3 separate regions of the Mus musculus genome follow, and regions 1 and 3 are each linked to region 2. The links are chromatin contacts, called in public promoter capture Hi-C maps. All regions are on one chromosome and are shown on one strand. The core of a region is the stretch at or near the end of the contact, and the rest is flanking DNA. Distances in the headings are between cores, read along the strand shown.

Evidence for each region. Capture Hi-C pulls out chosen DNA fragments and counts their contacts.
Region 1: a contact with region 2 is called in a promoter capture Hi-C map of liver. The contact joins the promoter of Exosc4 here to the promoter of Tonsl in region 2. A contact is called at or near these places in 3 of 39 promoter capture datasets (the C10 cell line, cranial neural crest and pre-B cells), 1 of 484 Hi-C or Micro-C datasets (forebrain), 6 of 115 datasets of contacts at active chromatin or transcription factors (the 230-238 cell line, the SCID.adh cell line, bone marrow-derived macrophages and 3 more) and 3 of 9 other capture datasets (adipose tissue, liver and pancreatic islet).
Region 3: a promoter capture Hi-C map of adipose tissue shows a contact between it and region 2. The contact joins the promoter of Smpd5 here to the promoter of Tonsl in region 2. A contact is called at or near these places in 2 of 39 promoter capture datasets (liver and stem cell-derived epiblast-like cells) and 1 of 9 other capture datasets (adipose tissue).

The regions. Positions count from the first base shown.
Region 1 is chr15:76,325,954-76,328,653 of GRCm38.p6, forward strand. It overlaps Exosc4 (exosome component 4), which reads left to right and starts at 1,444. Exons shown (of 3, transcript NM_175399.4): 1 at 1,444-1,710. The coding sequence starts at 1,540. It also overlaps a transcript of Oplah not described here.
Region 2 is chr15:76,638,546-76,641,245 of GRCm38.p6, forward strand. It overlaps Tonsl (tonsoku-like, DNA repair protein), which reads right to left and starts at 1,384. Exons shown (of 26, transcript NM_183091.3): 1 at 1,309-1,384; 2 at 1,133-1,228; 3 at 903-1,045; 4 at 295-478; 5 at 1-56. The coding sequence starts at 1,333.
Region 3 is chr15:76,293,066-76,295,765 of GRCm38.p6, forward strand. Smpd5 (sphingomyelin phosphodiesterase 5) reads left to right here and starts at 1,307. Exons shown (of 7, transcript NM_001195537.2): 1 at 1,307-2,226; 2 at 2,325-2,397; 3 at 2,619-2,700. The coding sequence starts at 1,369.

The DNA of each region.
Region 1 (2,700 bases), core at 194-2,693, 310 kb before region 2:
CACATATGGGTCCTGGTGGTTTTGTTTGTTTATGCATTGGGGTTTTTTTGTTTTTGTTTTTCTGGGTTTTTATTTGTTTTGTTTTGTTTTTGTTTTTTTGTTTGGTTTTGTTTTTTGTGTGAGACTGTATTTCTCTGTGTAGTCCAGGAACTCTCTGTAGAGCAGGCTGGCCTGGAACTCAGAGATCTGCCTGCTCCCACCTTCTGAGTGCTAGGATTAAAGGCTTGAGCCGCTCCAGCTGGCTGGTGTGATGTTCTAACTCTCCTAACTCTTCAGAACTGAATGCGCCTTCCCTCCAGGACACCTGTGTTGTTCTATGTCACACTCATCTCTCCAGAGCATACTCCTTTGAATATTCTTGCCCACAAGGGTGCATCGTTGCTGTCTGTGACAGCGGTGCCCTAACTCTCCTAATAAGGCCCACCTGAAGAGTAATTTCAGCTCAGTGTTCTTTCTGTGAATCTATCTTTTATCTATAACAACAACAACAAAACCTGAGGACTGTTGATTTCATATTCCGAGTGAAAACACTCCAAAAAAGTGTATACTAAATGACCCAATCCTTAAAAATAAATCAGAATTCCGGGCTGGTGAGATGGCTCAGTGGATAAGAGCACTGACTGCTCTTCCAAAGAAAGGTCCTGAGTTCAAATCCCAGAAACCACATGGTGGCTCACAACCACCCGTAATGAGATCTGACGCCCTCTTCTGGTTTCTGAAGACAGCTACAGTGTACTTAGATATAACAATAAATAAACATCTAAAAACACACTTTAAAAATAATCAGAAAAAAAAATCAGAATTTCAAGCCCTACTATACAGATGCATATATACAACTGCAGGCCCTTTGTGTTTGTATTCAAGTGATAGAGAAACTTATTGGGCAAGGTAAGGGAGGGAAACTTATGGATTTAACCAAGGAAATGAAAAAAGGAAAAAAAAACAAACAAACAAACTAAGCCACAGAGATAATAATCATGTGTAACAAACAACTGTGCTTAGCTAAACTGACCACGGTAAAAACCACGCGGGCAGAGGACCAGGTTTGATTCCGCAGCACTCACACAGTGGCTCACAGCTGCCTGTAGTTCCTGATCCATGGGATCTGACGCCCTCTTCTAACTTCCACAGCACTAAGCACACATGTGACGAATAGACATACAAGCAAGTAAACACTCATACAATAAAAATAGATATACAATTAAAAAAAATAAGACCAAAAAATGTCTCTGCTCGGGCCAGCATCTCCAACAAACCAAAGACGTCCGGAAGCCAGTCTTCTTGGCGTACCTACTCCAACAACCCGGGAGAAGCACAAAAACCCGTTCGCCTCGGGCCTTCCGTTTCCCGGAACTGAAAGGCTTAAGTCGAACATTCAGAAAGCCGGGGATGCCACAAGCCGCAGTTCCCTTTGACCGGAAAGCGACTAGGCTACCGGAAGCTATAGTTCACCGAGACTGAAAAGGAAACGTACCGACGGAAGTCGTAGTCCTGAAGGTCCAGGTCGAGCTGTCGGAGGCGGAGTCAGGACTGTACATCATGGCCGGGCTGGAGCTCCTGTCCGATCAGGGTTACCGGATAGACGGTCGCCGCGCGGGGGAGCTGCGCAAGATCCAGGCGCGGATGGGCGTGTTTGCGCAGGCCGATGGCTCGGCTTACATCGAGCAGGGCAACACCAAGGCACTGGCGGTGGTCTACGGGCCGCACGAGGCGAGTAAGCGGCGGGGACCGGGGGCTCCTGGCCGCACATCAAGGGAGGAGACCTAAGTCGTACGGCTTAACTCCTGAGCCCATGCAGCAGTATACTACAATCCCATCTGAGTCCCTGTGGGCCTCCCGGCAGAAAGCATCTCACACAGGTTGTCCCAACGTGTTGTAGCGGGGATGATGTGAGAACCTGGCTTCTTTTGACTTCATCTTACGAGCTCTTTCTCTTGGCCGACTTCCATTTCAGTCCTCTTTGTGTTGCATCCTCTAAGCAGTGAATATAATTATGCCCTGAGTTCTCAGGAAAATTGCGTCCCTAACATGGCCCTCAAATTTGTGTGTTAGGCCCCGTGAGGTACTGAGAATATCGGTTTCTTTAAGAACCCAGTTATGTTATGTGATTATGTTTTTGTTTTGATCCCACGTGTGGGGTATGGAGCTGCTTCAGATTGCCCTCAGCCACTATGATTTGTCTCATGCAGGGACCGGGGGCTTGTGATCCCACCTCGAGGGAATATACCTGTGTCTTACAGCTTAAGTCCTCCGTCTCAGTGGGCCCTCTGCTTAGCCTTTTTTTTTTTTTTTTTTTTTTCTCACGGGCTGCCCGCTTCATCTCTGAGGTGCCTCAGCCAGCCTGGCGAAGCTCCACTCACTCCCTGTTCCTTCAGCTCATTCTTCCCACATCTTGTCAGGAAAAGGCCTCTCAGGCTATTTCTGCACCTACTACATCGATTTTCCTGGGTCTTCCACCTTGCTTGTTTCTCTACGGGAACATAAACTCCTAAAACAAGGACATTAAATTATCTGCCTTTATTGCTGTGTCGCAGTGCTGTAGCAAGGCTGGCAAATGTGCACATTTTAAGGTTTGCTAGCATATGGAGCTCGGCTTTCTAGGTGGATGATCAGGTATAGAACACATGAGGGAAGACTTGGTAGGGAGAGGGACAGTAGATCAAATAGAGTTGAGGAGTTACCAAGGAGGTGAGGACCCAG
Region 2 (2,700 bases), core at 134-2,633:
CAGATTGAGGTAGAGACGGGTCCTCATCTCACTCAGTTCCCGCTGGGTCAGCATCCCTGGAAAAAGAACAGCTTTAGGGACTCAGTTGCCCCCACCCCCACCCCCAGGATATGGGGTTTTCAGGCACTCCTACCCTTTATCCCATCTCTTATTGAGTGAGCCAGGAGTCTGCTGCACGTAGAATATAGAGAAGGAGCAGGTGCCTGACAGGTTCAAGCCTGAAGAGCAACACAGGCCTTGGAAAGGGAGGGCCCAGAGGGAGCCTATGGGGAGAATCCAAGAAAGGGGACATACCCTCTAGTTTCTCATCCACAATAGCCAAGCTCTTCTCAAAGGCAGCTTGTGCCTGCAACAAGGAATCTCTTGATTGGCAGTGGTCATATATATCCAGATGGGTGCGGCCAATGGTGGCCCAGGCTCGCTGTAGTTCAGTGTGGTTGGACAGGGAACCAGCCAGATCCAGGTAGAGATGCTGGTGCTAATGTAGAAAGAAAAAGCATTTGACATGATCCGACTCCCAGCAACTCCAGCAGTCTGATACCAGAGGAAGCTACTCTTAGAAAAGAGACCCTTCTGTTTCCCAAATTTCGACAGAGTTGGGTATACCCATGTCCTATCTTTTCTATGCAAAGGACTGTCTATGGCAATGGCTGTTCTGCCCTGCAGCAGTGCTGTCATGGGAGACCACTAAGGGCTGCATGGAGTGTTGCTCTCAATAGCAGTGGGTCCTGAGCCTTCCTCATTCAGTTGTCACAAACCCATCCATTCCCCACCACCACCACCAAGAGGCAGGCAGCGCCCCAAGTAGACATAAGAAGGGTGTGACTGCCTGCCAAGTCAAAGGTCCCTGAATACTTATTTGCATACTAGCCCTCTCTCCTCAACAAGTGAAGGTCCTGTACCTTCAGAGCAGCAGAGTAATTCTCCATTTCAGCCAGCCGTTCTCCAATCTTGCGGTGGGCCACAGCGCAGCCTAGAGTGTCCTGGACGCTCTCTAGCAGATGTAGTTCCTGCTGGTGCTCCTCCAAAGCGTCCTTGAAGCGGCCTGCCGGAAGAGGGGCGTGTGCTCAAGGTGCGCCATCACCCAGCCAGTCCCCTGCCTCCAGCTAGTCCTCTCACCGCTCCGGCTCACCGTGGCTAGCCAGCAGCTCCCCCAGCTGGTGGCAGTAGGCCGCCTCCTCGCGCAGCTGTCCATTCCTCTGGGCCCTGGTCTTGGCCTTGCTCAGCTCTGCCGGAAGAGAGAATCGAGTCTAACCCAGGACCCGATCCACACCCTGCGTCCCGACATGCACTCCCCAAAATACTCACGGCGAAGCTCCTGTTCCAGGGTCATAGCCAGACAAGCCACCGCCGCCGCGAAAATCTGCACTTCCCGCGCTTCCCTGAGCCCACGCCCATTTTCTCACTCCACCCATAACACGCAAGGCCCACCCACTCTTCTGAGCGCATGCTTAACCCCGCCCCTTCGGTGGCCCAAGTGCGGTAGACTCCAGGCCTTCTGGGATTTGTAGTCCTACTGGCGCCATCAGGTGGCAGAAGGTCTGTTGGGTAGGATCTGGGCCTTCAAGGCTGCTGTCAGAGTACGGGCACCCAAGCAGGAAGTGCCCTTTCTGGTGAGTTACCAGGACTACAGACTGACCCTGCTCCCCTGAAATCTACCTGCCTTTTTTTTTTTTTTTTTTTTAGGATTAGACGGGCTTGGTGGCATACGCCTTTAATCCCAGCACTCAGGAGGCCAAGACAGGCAAATTTCTAAATTTGAGGCCATCCTGGTCTACAGAGCAAATTGCAAATTCCTGAAAAGCCAATGATGCACAGAGAGACAAAAAAAAAAAAAAAAAAAAAAAAAAAGGAGGGGGGTCTGGATAGATGGCTCAGTGGTTAAGAGCACCGACTGCTCTTCTGAAGGTCCTGAGTTCAGGTCCAAGCAACCACATGGTGGCTACAACCACCCGTGATGAGATCTGATGTGTGTGTGTCTGAAGACAGCTACAGTGTACTTGGATATAGTAAATAAATGAATCTTTAAGAAAAAAAGATTTTTTAAATTTCACGTATGTGTTTACCTATATATATATATGTGTGTGTGTGTGTGTGCACCTGCCGTGTGCCTAGTGTCTGAAGAGGCTGAAGAGGGCAACTTGAAGAGGAGTTACAGCTTGTTGTGAATCATCGTGTGGATGTTAGTTACCAAACTTAGGTCCTCTGCAAGTGTAGCTCTTAACTACCGAGCCAACTTTCCAGCTCCCAGCCTGCCTTTTTATTACAGGTATACTGTAGTGCTACCCCCATTTCCTCTAGACATTATTATTTTTAAAGATTTATTTATTTATTTATTTATTTATTGGTTTTTTTTTGAGACAGGATTTCTCTGTGTAGCCCTGGCTGTCCTGGAACTCACTCTGTAGACCAGGCTGTCCTTGAATTCAGAAATCTGCCTGCCTCTGCCTCCCAAGTGTTGGGATTGAAGGCACGCGCCACCACGGCCTGGCAGATTTATTTTTTATTCATATGAGTACACTATAGCTGTCTTCAGACACACAAGAGGGCATCAGACCCCATTACAGATGGTTGTGAGCCTTGCAGCCTCCCTGGGGACCAACGCCCTCATGGCCTCCTGGGAGCAGAACAGGGGCTACCCTGTTCCTCAGATGCATTTCTGCCCGTCTACCATTCTCTGGTTGCTGGGAATTGAACTCA
Region 3 (2,700 bases), core at 57-2,556, 350 kb before region 2:
GGGGGCATCTATGGGGATGTAAAATGAATAAATAAATGAAAAAAAAGGAACATGGGTTGGAAAAATTGGGGCCCTTGTGGGAGGGGGGTATTGAAATCAATGGGTAGGCTGAGATTGGAAACATCGTGGTGTTTCTAGAAGAGTGGAGACCAAAATGGGGTTGGTTCATGAGAAGGGCAGTGTGGAAAAGCCTGGAGTAGTTTCTGGCTTGCCTGAAGTTGCAGGCGCTAGGGCAGTGACAAGGCAGAAAGGAATAAAAGAACTAGGGACTTAGAAAACCAGTTCTTGCCAGTCAAGGAACAGCAGAGCCTTGGGGGGGGGGGGGCGGATTCAAACAGGAATCTATCAGTACCAATACAACTTCCGGTTAGAAAGAGGCATGGTTCTCCAGCTGGGATACCTCGCCCCACCCCCACCCCCACCCCCACCTGCCCTGCAGAGTTCAATGCCTTCTGCCCAGACTGCCCAGCTCATCAACAGTTGCCTTCATCCAAAGTCTCCAGGACTATCCTGGCAAGCCGGCTGAAGATCGCCAGCCAAGACAAACCTGATGGGTTACTTAAGAGACACTGATGGTCGATGTCAGGGTGTTTGCTGGCTCACAGCTGGAGTTAAGGAGTCAGACTTCCAAGGGGAGCCAAGAAAAGTCTGTGAAAGCCCAAGGGATCATTGTCAAGAAACTAAAGTCAAGAGGGGCGGTGCTGGTACATGTCTTTAATCCCAGCAATCCGGAGGCAGAGGCAGGCAGATCTCTGTGAGTTCGAGGCCAGCCTGGTCTACAGAGCAAGTTCCAGGACAGCCAGAGTCACAGAGAAACCCTGCCCCGAGAAACAAAACAAAACAAACAAAAATAAAACACAGAATTAAAAGAACTTAAGTCTGTTACAGGGCTCATAGAATGGAGGATTTCCTTTTACCTGTCTGGGCAAGCTGCCTCAGGTGTAGAACTAACGGTCCCTCCCCGGGTTTGAAGTCTCAGCCTCTGCAAGCCATCGGTGCTGAGTCTCTGCACTAAGCCAGGCACCGGATTGAGAGGCTGTGGTGAACCTACCTGGCTGTGAGTAGTCAGGCTGTAAAGTGTATTGGAGGGGTGGGGGAGGGGAGAGTAGGCAGGGCCCTAAGTTTTTCTCCGAAGCACTAAGTGGACCCCCGCAAGTACAAGGAGGAAATAGGGCAGGGCTGTAAAGCTCGGATTTCTTTTACGGGTTTTTTTTTTTTTTTAAATTGTTGTTCGTTTCCAACCGCCACAGAAGTTCTGAGTGGGTGGGGCCAGTGGCCAGCACTCAGGCTCGCGGGACGTCCGGGCATTACTAGCGGCGCGCACAGGTTGTGCCACCTGGTCTTGACCTCCGCCGCCGCTGGAAACCAATGAGTCTCCCTGACATTTCGCGGCGAAGGAGCCCAGTGCCCCAAGAGGACTGGCCCCTGACACCCAACGCCCTGAGGCCTTCACCTTTCCCGAACCCAGTGCTGCAAGCCCTCTACAGTTTATCCCGCGTGCTGCTTTTCCCGACTTACTGGTCCCTGGACCAGTTGCTGGGCTGCTGGGCACCAAGCGTCCGATCCAAAAGCTTGGGGTGGTTCAAAGTCCTGGCAGGAAGTGGGGTGTTGCTACCACTGGTGGTGGTCGGCCTACCCTTAGCGTTGGTCGGCCTTGCGCTCTGGCTGCCCCTCCAGGTCTGGCGCCGCCCCTTCTGCTATCAGCCCCCTCCGGCATGCTGGGTGTGGCCACAGCCCTGGCATCCGCCTGCTGAGCGCCGGCGCTGCTTTGTCTTTCTCACTGCTAATCTGTGCCTATTGCCCCACGGGCTGGCTCATTTTAACAACCTGTCGCACAGCCTGCAGCGCGCCGAGGCTGTAGGGGCCGCACTGCTAGATAGCCTTCAATCGTCACAGTATAGGGTTTCCGAATGCAGTCAGCCGCCGCCTAGGGTGCCTGGTGGTGAGCTGAAGGCCACATTACCTATGGGCTTGGACTTCGTGTGTCTGCAGGAAGTGTTCGACCTCCGCGCAGCTCGTCGTCTTGTGCGTGTCTTGGTACCAAATCTGGGCCCGGTGATATATGATGTGGGCACATTTGGCTTAATGGCTGGGCCGTACATCAAGGTACTGGGCAGTGGGCTTCTACTGGCCTCGCGCTACCCGTTGCTGCGTGCCACCTTCCGTTGCTTTCCTAACGCTCGTCGCGAGGACGCCATGGCCTCCAAAGGTCTACTATCAGTCCAGGTACTAACCCAGGCTGCAGTGAGCCCTAGCGGGGAGAGCGTAAGCAATAGATTTAACCAGGAGAGCAAGAAGACCTGGAACTGTGGGTGGTGTTGCAGGCGCAGCTAGGCATCGTGGACGGGCACCCCATCGTGGGATACCTTCATTGTACACATTTGCATGCACCCGTTGGTGAGCCCTGCAGGAGGGTTTGAAATGTGGGTAGGTAGCCCCTCTTCTCTCCTTCGAAGGCAGTAGGTCCCTTAACCTTACCAACACGTCTGTCCCCACATCCCAATGTTCTCTGCCCCAGACATCCCAAGAAATGCCTTGGGTGGTTTACAGATCAGGACCCACAGGGTGAGGTCTTAGATCCCTACTCTGGGCTAAGCCAACTTCATCTCTCCTCTCAGAGGATGGACATATTCGCTGCAAACAGCTAACGCTGCTGCTGGAATGGGTGGAAGAGTTCGAGGCTGAGAACCGGCAGAGTGA